Regions from separate parts of the Mus musculus genome. Here region 2 is linked to region 1. A link is a contact called in public HiChIP or PLAC-seq data. All regions are on one chromosome and are shown on one strand. Each heading gives the region's core, a stretch centred on a gene start, on an enhancer-like site or on the middle of the called end of the contact. The rest is flanking DNA. Distances are from core to core; before and after follow the strand shown.

Evidence for each region. HiChIP or PLAC-seq counts read pairs in DNA pulled down with a chosen protein or histone mark.
Region 2: an H3K4me3 HiChIP or PLAC-seq map of embryonic stem cells shows a contact between it and region 1, with 17 read pairs. The contact joins the promoter of Ptprg here to the enhancer-like site in region 1. A contact is called at or near these places in 2 of 39 promoter capture datasets (hippocampal neurons and liver), 5 of 484 Hi-C or Micro-C datasets (cerebral cortex, cortical neurons, embryonic stem cells and 1 more), 3 of 115 datasets of contacts at active chromatin or transcription factors (embryonic stem cells and kidney) and 1 of 9 other capture datasets (pancreatic islet).

What each region holds. Positions count from the first base shown.
Region 1 is chr14:11,435,440-11,441,567 of GRCm38.p6, reverse strand. No RefSeq gene overlaps it. Among named protein-coding and RNA genes, the nearest start is that of Gm25466, 100 kb to the right of the region's middle. Within about 2 kb of position 2,752, at least 3 of the 459 cell types and tissues checked have an H3K27ac peak or open chromatin away from gene starts, as enhancers often do. A contact at or near this core is called in embryonic stem cells, where this site is marked.
Region 2 is chr14:11,551,597-11,558,159 of GRCm38.p6, reverse strand. It overlaps Ptprg (protein tyrosine phosphatase, receptor type, G), which reads right to left and starts at 4,607. Exons shown (of 30, transcript NM_008981.3): 1 at 3,828-4,607. The coding sequence starts at 3,912.

The DNA.
Region 1 (6,128 bases), core at 1,503-4,002:
CCAGGCCAACGGAATGGCTCCATTCAAGTCCAGCTTAGGGAATTAATGAGTTTGGTGAGGTTACTTAGAGAAGCATGTGTGATGCAAAGGCAACCGTGGCACCAAAAGGCCAATCAAGACATGGGTGAAGACTCACAAACTCAGAATCCCTGGAGGCCTGTGCACAGCCTAAGGGTTACACAGCCAGCTGGACTGTCTCTCCTCGCCAGCAATTGCTTCTGCTTACAAAATTCTCGGGGAGAGGCCTGTTAGTCTTCTAAGTTTCAAGAAGTGCCTGGGACTTGTGAGGCTCATTTATTTCCTGAGTCTTAAAGAGCTTCCCGTGTCCCTCTAAGAGGGAATGCTTCAATCTGTAAGAAGTCACTGTGTAACACAGGAAGACCACTAAAGACCCATTAGGAAGGACAGATGGAGGATGTGGATTTTTTCTGATGACTTTCTCAGATTCCATTCACCTGCTGTTTGTTTACTTGTTTGTTTATATAGGCTTTTATTATGTAGTTCAAGATGGCTTCAGATTCATGATCCTCCTGCCTCAGCCTCTAGAGTGGTGGTATTACAGGTATGTAGCACCATGCTTGGTAATCTGAATTATTTTTTAGTTGGTTTGTTTACTCCTGTCTTATCAGTAATTATAAAACCAAATCATTGTCATTGTTTTCTACAAATCACTTAATATATAATCTCTTAAAATATGTGAATGCTTTATGCAAAACATTTCCGTCTGTTACCAGAGTAGAAAGTTGAGGGCAGTTTTTTTTTTTTTTTTTTTTTTTTTAGTTTTTTTGTGGCTGGATCTTGCTGTGAACCTAGACTAGCCTTGAACTCATGATCCTCCTGCCTCAGCCTCCTGAGCGTGAGGATTATGGTCATACAGGGCTGCTCCACTATACCTTGCTCAGGACCATATTCTCACTGTATTCTACATTCCTCAGAACTTAGCATAAAGATCTGATGATACACAGTAACCCCGCCTCCAGGACTTCTTAGTGTATTACTATGTGTGAGCACACACATAATAATAATGCCGTTTTGTTTGACAATGCCTGGGATGTATAGGCACATAAGAGGGATGTGAGATGAGGGGTATGGGATGAGGGATGAGGGAGAGAATTTCACTGACAAAACAAGCTTTCAAAGCTGCTGTAGTAACTTGCACTATGCAAATATTGCCCCAGGGAAGTGCAGGGGATTACAGTCAGGAAGCATTTTGTTGGTTGGCAAGGACACAGGAAACTTGGCTTGGAGCATTTCCTGGGCTGTCCTCTTTAGAAAGTAGTTGTATTTCTGAGCTGGGATTTGTTATACTCCTCCCGTCTAGCCTCCCTCCCCTTCTTCTTTCTCTCCTTCATCTTCCTCCTCATCTTCTCTATTTTACATTTGTTTATCTTATCTTTTTCATGTGTGTGTGCATGCACATGTGTATGTATTTCTTTTCATGCAGGTATGTGTGTGTGTGTGTGCCCTTGTATATGTGCTCCTGTGTGCAGGTGTATATGTGCTCCTGTGTGCAGGTGTATATGTGTTCCTGTGTGCAGGTGTATATGTGCTCCTGTGTGCAGGTGTTTATGTGCTCCTGTGTGCAGGTGTTTATGTGCTCCTGTGTGCAGGTGTTTATGTGCTCCTGTGTGCAGGTGTATATGTGTTCCTGTGTGCAGGTGTTTATGTGCTCCTGTGTGCAGGTGTTTATGTGCTCCTGTGTGCAGGTACATCCACCAGCACATGTAGAGGTCAGAGGCTGAGGCCAAGATATCTTGCTTAATTCTTCTCCATCTTACTTTTGAGTAAGGGTCTTTCTTACTCCGGAACTTCATTGTTTTGGCTAGAATGTCTGGCCAGTGAATCCTTTAGATCTTCCTGTCTCTGTTCCTCAGTGCAAGAAGTAGGGATGTACCTAACCATGACAGGCTTTTATGCAGATGCTAACGGTCAGAACCCAGGTCCTCATGCTCGTATGAGTGTTTTATGTTGAGCCATCTCCCCAGCTCCAGTTTTTTGTTGATGTCATAGTTGTTGTTTTTTTTCTGTTCCATATGTGTGTGAGTGAGAGAGAGACTATGTGAATGCATGTTGAAGTCAGAGGTCAACTTCAGTAACATTTCTACAAGAGTTGTCCATCTTATTTTTTGGGACAGGGTCTCTCACTGGCCTGGAACTCACTAATTAGGTTAGACTGGCTGACCAGGGGTCTTCCTGTCTAAACCTCTCCAATTCCAGGATGTCACTCTGAGCAGAAAGCAGCTATCATCTCTGCAGCCATCTCAGGCTACTTACTTACAGGTTGGTACTTTCCCACCCTGACGAGAGACTTGTTTTCTTAGCATGATGTTTTTGCAAGCAGCCCGCTACAGTTGAACACACTCTGATAACAACCTGTTCTCAGACACATCCTGGACTTGTGGTTTAGTGTCCCCAGCTCCAAGGCACTTGTGATTAAGTGTCTCCAGCTGCACTCCCCAGCTTGTGCTTATATACCCATAGTTGCCTTTCAGTAAATGAGACTTGAGACTTGACACTTGATCAGATAGCCTGTCTTGTCACCATTCTTTGAGTCTCTTTTCCCCTCCATCCCGTCTCTCCCTTGCAGACCCCATTGACTGACCAGCAGACTGGGACACTAGGACTACAAGAACTTGTCTCTGTGCCAGCTTTCTATGTGTTTTCTGGGGATCTAAGTTGGAGCCTCATTCTTTCTCAGTTAGTGGTTTGAATGAAAATGCCCACAAAACAATGGCCTCCTTTTCTTGAACTTTTTTTTGTCCCAACAGGGCAGTGCTATCTTTAGAAACTGTGGGAAGGATGTGGTTCATTGGTGGTAGTTGGGCAATGACACCAAGACTACCTCAGTTGGACTTCTGGCTTTCTGTAGCTGGAGCATTCTGTCAGCAAGCACTTTGCCAACAGAGCCATCTCCCTCCTCCTCCATTTTGTTTGTAATCGAAAATATCAACTGATAGTAATTGTAGGTATTTAGGGGACAGGATATGGTACTTTGAAACATATGTATTATATAGCATATCCATTGCCTCATATGCTTGTTTGTGAGGAGAAAATTCAAAGTCTCCTATTTATAAATACTCATTATGACATTGTCAAGCATAACTACCCAGCTATGCAACAGAACACCAGCCATCTCCTTTCTGTGTAGAGTGTCCGTGCTGGCCAGACTCTGCCTATCCACAACCTGGAGTTGATTCCCCCTGATCCCCGGGGGTCCCAGCCTCTGACAATTATTTTTTCTCTATCTACCCTTCTGGATCTTGCTTCTAGTTTCTGAGTTTTGACTTCCTTCTTTGCCTTCCCTCCCTACCCCTTTTACCTTTTCTAAGATTCAGATCCAGGCGAGTTGCATTGTTTGAACCTAGATTCGTGGAATCAGGTGGGAAAGTTTGCTCACCCCGACTTTTACAGAAAAGGAGATTGGACACAGAAAAGCAAATCATTTGTCCAGAGTGCAGGTTTGCTTGGGGAGCACTGCTTTATAGGACTCCCCCACCCAGCATACAATACATCTGCTCCCTACTCCAGGAGTATGCTTTGCTACACAGCCTGTCTGACTTGCTTTTGTATCCCAGGAGCCTGCTAAAAAGCTGGATTTGAAACATACTAAGCACTTTCCCACCATTCCTCTTGAAGGTGGTTTGAAAGTGATCATAAAAGGACTGGGGGTGGGACAGACACTTGGTTATGTCTTTCCAGGATGGCCAGTCAGCAATGTTGATATTCAGGAAAATGTTCTTATCACTGAACAACAGCAATTTTACTTCTAGGAGTCTGTCCTTGTGTGCTTTCTTTAGCTGAGATCAACACCTTGACCAAAAAACAACTTAGGGAGGAAAGGGTTTATTTGGCTTACACTTCCACACCACAGTTCATCACTGAGGGAAGTCAGGGCAGAGGTAGGAACCATGGAGGAAAGCTGATTATTGGCTTGCTTCCAGGCACACACTCAGCTATCTTTTTTATATTTCAATAAAAAAAAAATCAAGAAACTGTCACAAACATGCCTAAGGACAATGTAATAAGGAAGTTTCCTCACTTGAGATTCCTTTCTCTCAGGTGACACTGGTTTGTGCCAAGTTGACAAAAACTAACTAGCTCAGACTTTCTCTTCAGGAAATAGTCATATAAGTGTATGTGGGAATGTGTATATAGCTATGTTACTGCATCATTGTTTAGAATGTACAGTCTGGAGACATCCAAATGTCCAGTGACATTCCGGCTAGTTCACCACAGTTGCTTCTTAAACTTTTGGCTAAGATCAACTCAAGAACTAGTTAGATTTCAATATGTTAAAATCTATCTATCTATCTATCTATCTATCTATCTATCTATCTATCTATCTAGCCTTATATCATCTATCTCTCTAGGTATTTATGTAATCTATGTATCTATGTACCTATATATCTACCTATTTATCTATATATCCACCTATCCACCTTTCATCTATCTATTATCTATCTATTCATCCACCCATTACCATCTATATATCTAATACCTATCCTATCTATCTATCTATCTATCTATCTATCATCTGTCATGTATGTGGCACGGAGTGGAGCCAGAGGACAACTGTGGGAGGTAGTCTGCTTTTTCCACTACGTGAGTTCCAGGGGTGAAACATAGGTTAATAGTTATGGGGTCAAGGACCTTTATTCATGGATCTATCTTAACGACTCAGAGCGCAATAAATGTCTATGATGGCACAGTTTGCAACAGTGAAAAATAGAACATACTAAATGCTCAAGTGATCACCATTAGGAAAATTCCATTCAGGAGGGTATTATATATACTTCCAGCATGTTTTTGATTTTATTATCAAGCTCTGTGTTCACTGTATAATTGTGCGTGTATGAATACGTGTGTGTATGTTTGTGTGTGTGTGTTCTGCTATGAAGCTCTATCTCCAGTCTCTTATCCTTCCTTTCATTCTTTATACTTCTTGGTATTTTTAAAATATTAAGTAATTAGCTGAGAAAAGAATTTAAATGTTTTTAATTTTTAGTGACATGCAAGAGTGACAACTATTATGTTTAAGTAAACAGCTTGTAATGAATATTGAGAACAGTATCACTGTGTACTTTTAATCCAGTCTCTATTTAGGTAGGAGTGAGACTGGAGAGATGGCTCAGTGGTTAAGAGCACTTGTGTGGCTTCTAGACAAGGCTTGGGTTCCCATACCTACAGCAGCTAACAACTATTTATAACTCCAGTTCCAGAGGATCTAATTCCATCTACGGGCCTCTGAGGTAAGTGCACACACATGTTGCATCGACATATATCCAGGCAAACTGTCCAAATACATAAAATAAACAAAAATCTTTGAGAAGCAAGATATGATAAAAATATGTTGTAAACAGATTTAAAGAGAAATAAAAAAGAAACCCGATACCTTTATACACGTTCAGTGGTGAATTCTACTTCTAAATGAACCAGTCTCATGCCCATGTTAAAATACTTTTGTATTTATTGGTCTTTATCTTGGTCCACTTTCTACCTCGATGCCTGACTTTCTAAGGAAGAAACTCCAGCAGGGCTGGGAGACAGTCTTCTTTTCGAGCTGTTTCTTCGGTGTTCTCAGTCTTCTGCCTTTGTCGCCAGTCAGTCTCCACAAGGCTCCAGGCCTTATTTCTGTCATATATTGAATGCAGCTGATCTTGGGATTATCCACACCCCAATTCTGGTGTATTGCAAAACTCCTTGCCAGTTTTCTATTAGCCCATCTGAGTTTCATTTGAAGTTTCTTTTGGATAGAGGTCAGAGGCTTGGACAATAAATTCCTTCCAAGGAGTCAAGGATGGTGATAAGCTGCAAATTGACTTTAAAACTCCTTGCTAGTGAGGCTTGTGGGGACACTCAGAAGTTCCATCCTGTCTTACCAGAAAGACCATTAAATATTAAGAGCCTGGAATTCCTCACTCTGTATGAGCTCTTTAGGGAGCAGAGTGAGCACACTGGAATGAATTCAGGGAGGTGATCTTGACCTGTGTACTCTCCAACCCATTGTGACGGAAAGACTGCTCAGATCCTGGGTGGTGATGTGTGGGCTTATGACCTTGGCCTAGTAGAATTTCTTAAAGAAATAACAACTGGTAGAAAGGCATCAAGATGGCGGGGGCTGGGGGGAG
Region 2 (6,563 bases), core at 3,358-5,857, 110 kb before region 1:
GCAGGAAGAAGAGGCAGTCCAAGGCTCAGTAGGGCACAAACGTTCCTTTCAACAAGTCCATGCATGCAGGTGATTTTAATGTGAACTCAGGAGCAACAGAAATGCTAAATCTGAAGGGTGGTTTGGGCTTGTTTGGTCTTGTGGCTGGTTTTCTCTTGGGGTTTCCCTTTTCTTAAAGCATTAAACCACCAATATTCCCTGGACAGCTTCATGTAAGAAATGTAGTCTCTGCTTCCGTATAAACAGTGCTACTCAAAGCTCTTCCACTGAATGCCCCTTCTTCAGGTCAACCACTCCTCTTTCCAAGATACCCCTTCATTTTGGAAGTCTTCTCTCTCACAAGACTCGACTGAGGTGGAACGAGAAACCTTCCAGATCTCACCCCGCTTTGGAGAGGCAGACTGAGGACTTCCGAACTCCGTTCCTGTCACTGCCTAAGGAGTCCGGTGATGGCCACTGAGACACCAAAATGGCATACATAGTAAGTGGAAAAGTCTGCTGCTGACCAATCAGGTGTCACTGGACATCGGATGTGGGTCGGATGTGGACACATCCAGACCAAAAACAGTCAGGCACCTGCTTCTGAAGTCTTCCAACCACATAACAGATGTAATGTCATCATGACACAGAACACCAAAATCAAAGAGCATTACTTTGAGGGCCAAAGGAAAAAAGAAAATGTTTTTTATGATTCTGCATGAATAGCTAAACAATGCAAATATAGATTCTGTGGGGAACAAAAACTAATCTTTTCAAGTAATATACTTTACATCATGTCAGAGGTGGTTCAGTTCCCAACGTACAGGGATAAAGACCAAATATTTAAATCAACCACACTCAAATTGTATTTAAACTTATATGTTGATACTGGGCATGTAACCCTGGCTCGCTGGAAGGCAGGAAGGAGGATCAAGGGCTCCAGTGCTCCGTCCAGCTCCTGTTAAAGCCCCCGCTCTCACACACTGTTGTGAAGGTTGAGAGTCTGGATAAAAACCCTGAGAACTGTTGAGACTTTGGAGGAAATATCTAGGAATCCACTATGTTGTTGCATGTTTTTCCCATACTAGTGTTTTAGACTTAGAAAAATACAGTGTCCACTATCATGTTTGATATTTCCCCTCAGCACTTCGAAGTCATCGTTTGTAGCACCAGCTGTGGCAGGAATCCCACACTCCCCGCACTGTTCGGAGCTATAACCCTGCTTCCGACCGCTGGAAAACAGCCAAGCCCTAGCTGCTTCCAAAGGCCTCCCTAAAACACAGTAACTGAATTCTGAACGGGAAATGGGGGCTCACATGCAGCTGAGAAGTCAGTGGGATTCTAAAAACAAACAAAAAATAACCAATACGAGATTTTGGGTAAGAACTCACAAGGAGAAACCTAATTGAAAACCAAAAGCTAAAATGGTTAGTTAAAATAGGTTTGTTTCCAAGGCTATGGCAGCAAGAAGCGCTGGGTCCCAAAGCGAACAACGGTCCCCAAGGGTTTTGTAGCCTACCAGGGGCGGCAGCATCGAGCTGCAGGCACCGCCTAGCGCCAGATGTCGCAGACCCCCAGTCTGGGCACCTGGACGTACGCGCCCCGACCCCTTAGTTTGCAGGTGGTTGAGCCGGTCTAGTGGAGGCAGAAGATTGACGGGTGGCTCTGGGGCGCCCCCTGGGGCCCAGCGGCACCCCACCATCCTCGGAAAACCTGAAGCCAGCATAGCATCTCCCAGGGCTGTGACATTTTAACTTTGCCTGCCTGATTCCAAAAGCTGTCTTCCCTGTACCTCTAACAAATACCCCTCCGCTCCCAGTTGAGGGTACGGGCTAGTTACCTCGAAGCCTGAACAGGACGGAAAATGAGGAAAACTGAAATGGACCAAGCCTTAACAAGGCGGCATCCCTATCGGTCCCATACTGCGTTGCAGACACCAGAGGGGAGAAAATCATTGTAGAAACACTGGCTACAGCCTGGGGAGGTTAGCCAGAAATGGAATTGGAAATTTCTGTTTTGCAAGGCTGCCTCCCATCGCCCTTATTAAAAAGTGACCCTTACTAGGCTCAACCCCAGGTGCACCCGAGCGCACTCAGCTGGCAAGTCCCTGACAAGGGAGGGAGGGAGGTTTAGTCAAAGGCAGTGATAAAAACAAATGTTGCCCGATGGTCGCCAAGGGAGAAGGGTGCTGATTCTCAGAGGAGATGCTCCTCAGCGTCTACTTCCATAGAGACAGGACCCGAGAGGGTAAACCCCAGGCCTCCTAGTGAGTAAGCGCGCGCACCCTCACCGAGCTCTGTAGACAGCCCCAGAGAGAGGAATAAGCGCCGAGGAAAAGGAGCCGAAGAACCGCAGTGTTTTGCCCTCTGTTCCTCGCAACCACCCTCAAACCTTCAAAGAAGGGACCACTCGCTGCCAATCCCCTTAGAGAGGATCGCCGGGAACAGCGAGGTCCTCGAGCCTGGCTCCTAGGTGCACCATAGGGTTGGGGGTACCCGCTGTACCAAAACCCCGCGCTGTGGCAGCCAGAACACAGGCTGCTATTAACCAAGGAAAACCGAAACATTGTGGCACGTTTCTTATTTCTTGATTAGAATAACCGCCGCCTCCAAATATTCCAGAACAGGCAGATGAGAAAGCAGAAAAACCGGGTGTTCTGTCCTTAAGAGATCGAGGAAAGAAAAGCAAATCGCGCCCTCTCCCACCTCTTTCCCTGAGCCAGGAAAGAGGACGTGGCCTTCACCCACTGGGAAGGAGCTGGGCAGCTTGAGCTGCAGCCCTCCGACTCTGCAAGAGAAGAGGAAGGCGGCTGGCCTCTGCCCTCACCGAGGGGGGAGGGTGTGGGCTGAAGGCTGGAAGTGGAGGGTCGGCGAGCTGCACACTGGTACGTGCAGTGATTTAGGATTGTCGAGTGGCCAATATTGTTCCAGCTTTAACCTGGCTAGAAAATAAGCGGGTCTGGGTCTGGATCTGGCAGGCACATTCAGCCTGCAAAAGGGCAAAGATGAAAGTAGGGAGGGCACGCCAGACAGCCAAAAAATCTGCCCGGACGCCAGAAGCTACCCAGCTGTCGACCCGCGCCCTGAACTTGGACCCAAAAGAAAGATACAGAAAGGGACCGTGAGCCCAGTGAAGCAGGGGTCTAGCGAAAAACTCCCTGCTCACTGCTTCCTGCTCTCCCGAGGCTCCCAGGCCCCCCGCGTCTAGGGAGCTGCCTCCCGCTTGCACTGAGGCGTAGCCCGCACCTCAGCCGGGAGCAAGGCTGAAAGGAGGCGGCCCGGCGACTACAACGCGGGCTGCTCCCCACATCCTGACTTCTCTGCAGCCAGCCTCCGCCTTCCATCCCCAAACGCCGCCCTCCCCCCTACAAAGGGTCGGAGGGATGCAAAGTGAGCCACGATTATGAGCTCCTTCTATCCCCGCAGAAGCAACGGGAGCACCCCATATTACTCAAACCAACAGAGCATCCTTCCCACAGCCAATCTCCCCAGACATCCTATCGTGCAACTATAGCCCTCCGGATCAGCTCCGGATCAGCAAAGCAAGTCGCCTTCCCCCGCCCTCCCATACTCCAGATGCTTCAAGCTTCCCAAGCCACAGTCAGAGCACATCTCTGAGTCCCCAACCCTCCCTTCCAGCCCGCCACTGCTTCTGCCCTCTCTGACCATCAGCCTCCTAGAACACTGCCGGAGCCAATGAAGCAGAGCTCTCTTTCCTCCTCGGTAGCCCGGCCCCCCTTCACCCTCTCCGCGGTCCCTAGACTGGCGCCCAAGCTCCGCGCCCCGGCGACAACTCCGCATACCCCGCGCGCCGGCCAGAGACGCGTCCCATCGGCGGCCCTCACTCACCCGGGAAGCACACCACATAATGAAGCACAGAACTGGTGATTTTCAGGAACAAAATCCACCAACACGGTTCCAGTAACCTCCGCATGTCCGAAAACGCACATCGAAAAGAGAAAGGCAGGGGGGGTAAACTTGTTGAATAAGTTCTTGCTTCCGAGCGAGGCTCCGCTAAGCCTGGAGGCTTTCACGGCTCGCCCGCCACACGGGGCCCCCCACACTCGGCCACCGGTCCCGCTGGAATCCGGGAAGCTGCCAAGCGCTCCCGAGAAAACCTCAAAAAGTGACCGGGAATGCAAAGCCAAGCTAGGGACGATCCTCTCGGAGGAGAAGGGCTGCTTTCCGCTCAGACACGATCCAGCCGACAGGCAGGGCGAGGAGAAGACGCACGGCGGCAGAGCCCGGGGCCCGGAGCAGGCAGGGACCGCGGGTGGCGGTGGCTAGCAGCGGAAGAGCCCCAAGTTGAGTCGGCAGCGCAGCGCAGCCCGAGAACCAGCGGGCGACGGCGGGGCTGTGCGCGGCGCGGCGGCTCCGGGCTTCAGGCGGGCAGCTCCTTCCAGGGCCCCGGCAAGGAAGGAGGCATGTCTGCGAGCCTGGAAAGGGAGGGAAGCGGCGGGGCGGAGCGCAGAGCCCCCCAAAACACAAACGGCCAGTGGAGCGCAGGGAAACACAAAGGATCTCAGAGGGGCGCCGGGGCGAGGGCGCCTTCAGTCCATGCTCCTGAAAGTTGTGGCTCCGGCGCAGGCTGGGGAGGAACCGAGAGCGCGGGGCTGGAAACTGGCCATGCCTCCATACAGGAAGTAACATGTGAGCATGGATCCTGGCAGAGACTTTAAAGCCGGCGAGCGGGCGAGCGAGCGAGCTGGGGGCGCGCGGCGGCGGGGGCGCGCAAGCACGGGCGCGCGGTGACGCGCATCCCCGAGCTGCCGCCGGCGGGGGCGCGCGTCTCTTAAAGCGGCCGTGCTGGGCTCCGGCTTCCAAGGACTTGCACTACTCTCCTCTCCAGGCGTGCCTAGGGCTATGGGTGTGCGTTTAGGGGAGCTGGTAACCCTGAAGACAGGGAAGAGACCAGCTGCCATCCAGGGTCGGCATGGCTTTGCTCCATTTTCGAGTTCTTAAAGACGAAGTACGGATTCGGAGAGATCCCTGACCTCGTTCATGGATCCGGAACTTGGGGGAGGGGGAAAGGGTGGTCTGGTTGGAATCTGGGGGAGAGGAAAGGACCAGCAGCTACATTTTCATGGAGAGGGGACTTCCGTAAGGCCTCACCACCTGGACGGTGTCTTGACGGGGTGCACCTCCAGCGTCCCTCTCCTGCTGCGTTCCCGGGCTAAGAGACAAAGCCCAGCGGCCTTTGCACTCAGGTTTCATTGAGGTTTTTTTGTTGTTGTTGTTTCCCCTTCCCCCTTTCCGAGCTTCCATTGTTCGAATCTACCTCTGGGAGATAGGGAAAGGGACGGGAGTCCATCCCAGGCTAGCAAAATCCAGCTCCAGGCCCACATCGGCTTTTCCCAAACCACGAAGGTCTGTCGTGGACTTTTCCCCAAACTACGAAGGTCTGTCGCGGAGTTTTCCCAACCCCCGGATTCGGGAAGAAGGTGGCTGCAACTTGGCCTGGTTAGGCAGAGGGCAAATGAAGTGCGCCTCTCACCCGGGGCAGGGGAAAGCAGCACCCCGGGGCAGGACTGGTTTCCCGCAGCCGTCCTAGGAGACACGGCTTAAGTAAACTACAGGGAGAGGCATCCGGGGGAAATGCAAGGGCTAGGTTTATCTGTAATGAGTTTTGTCCCTTGGCTCTCACAGAGATCTTTATCGCTTGGGCTTTTCAGCAACCTATTTTTTCCTCCTACGTTGGTGCTAAAAGAGGGGAGGCAGGTTTTGGTTTGGGTTTTTTTTTTCCATCAAATTTGTAATTGAGCCAACGTAATTAGCCATTTGTATTTTTTTCATAGTTGTTCTGCCACTCTATGAAAAGGATATGGACATATTTTTAAAGTGTCCCCTTGCCGTTTCATCGCAACGCGGCACTGTCCCACACCCACCCAAACATCTCAACCGGATGTTCTTTCGGTTTTCAAATACTATACAGATGCTCTGAGAGTCTGTGGCATTGTTTAGGAAAGCAGTCTCGCACCCACAATTCCAAAGGAAAAACCTCTGAAAAGTTTGGGGTGCAAAACTAGTAAATGCCAGGAAGTTCCTGGAACGGGCCCCCAGATCTATCTTTAGCCAAACCCCGCAAACACCCTTCCCGTGCTAGGCAATGAGGCCAATCTGTTTGCTTTGGAATTTGACACTTCCTGGTTTTGTTGCACTCGAGGGTCGCTCTTGAGTGCTCATGATGACCAGTTCCCTTGAAAAATGGGTTGGAGGGATGGATATCCCAGTGCCAGTCAGAGCGGGATACGTTAAAATGACCCTAGCACAAATGACTGCCTCCTTCGAGGTGACTCCGTATTTTAACACTCAGTCGGTAGGACTTGAATCACACAGAGGTCGGCGACATCATAAGTGTTGCCTGTTGGGCAACCCTGAATTCTTTCTATACTCTGTTTGCTGGTTCAACAAATGAACTGCACATCCACTCTGTGCTGGGTATAATAAGGGCAAGCCAGCCTGTCTGCCTCACCTAGGGAAAGTCAATGGAGGGGTGGTTGAGAAGACATTAAGTGTGAAATGCAAAGAAGGAACGCCAGTACCCCAGTTGTTCAATATGGAGAGTGAATGACCATGCCTCTTACA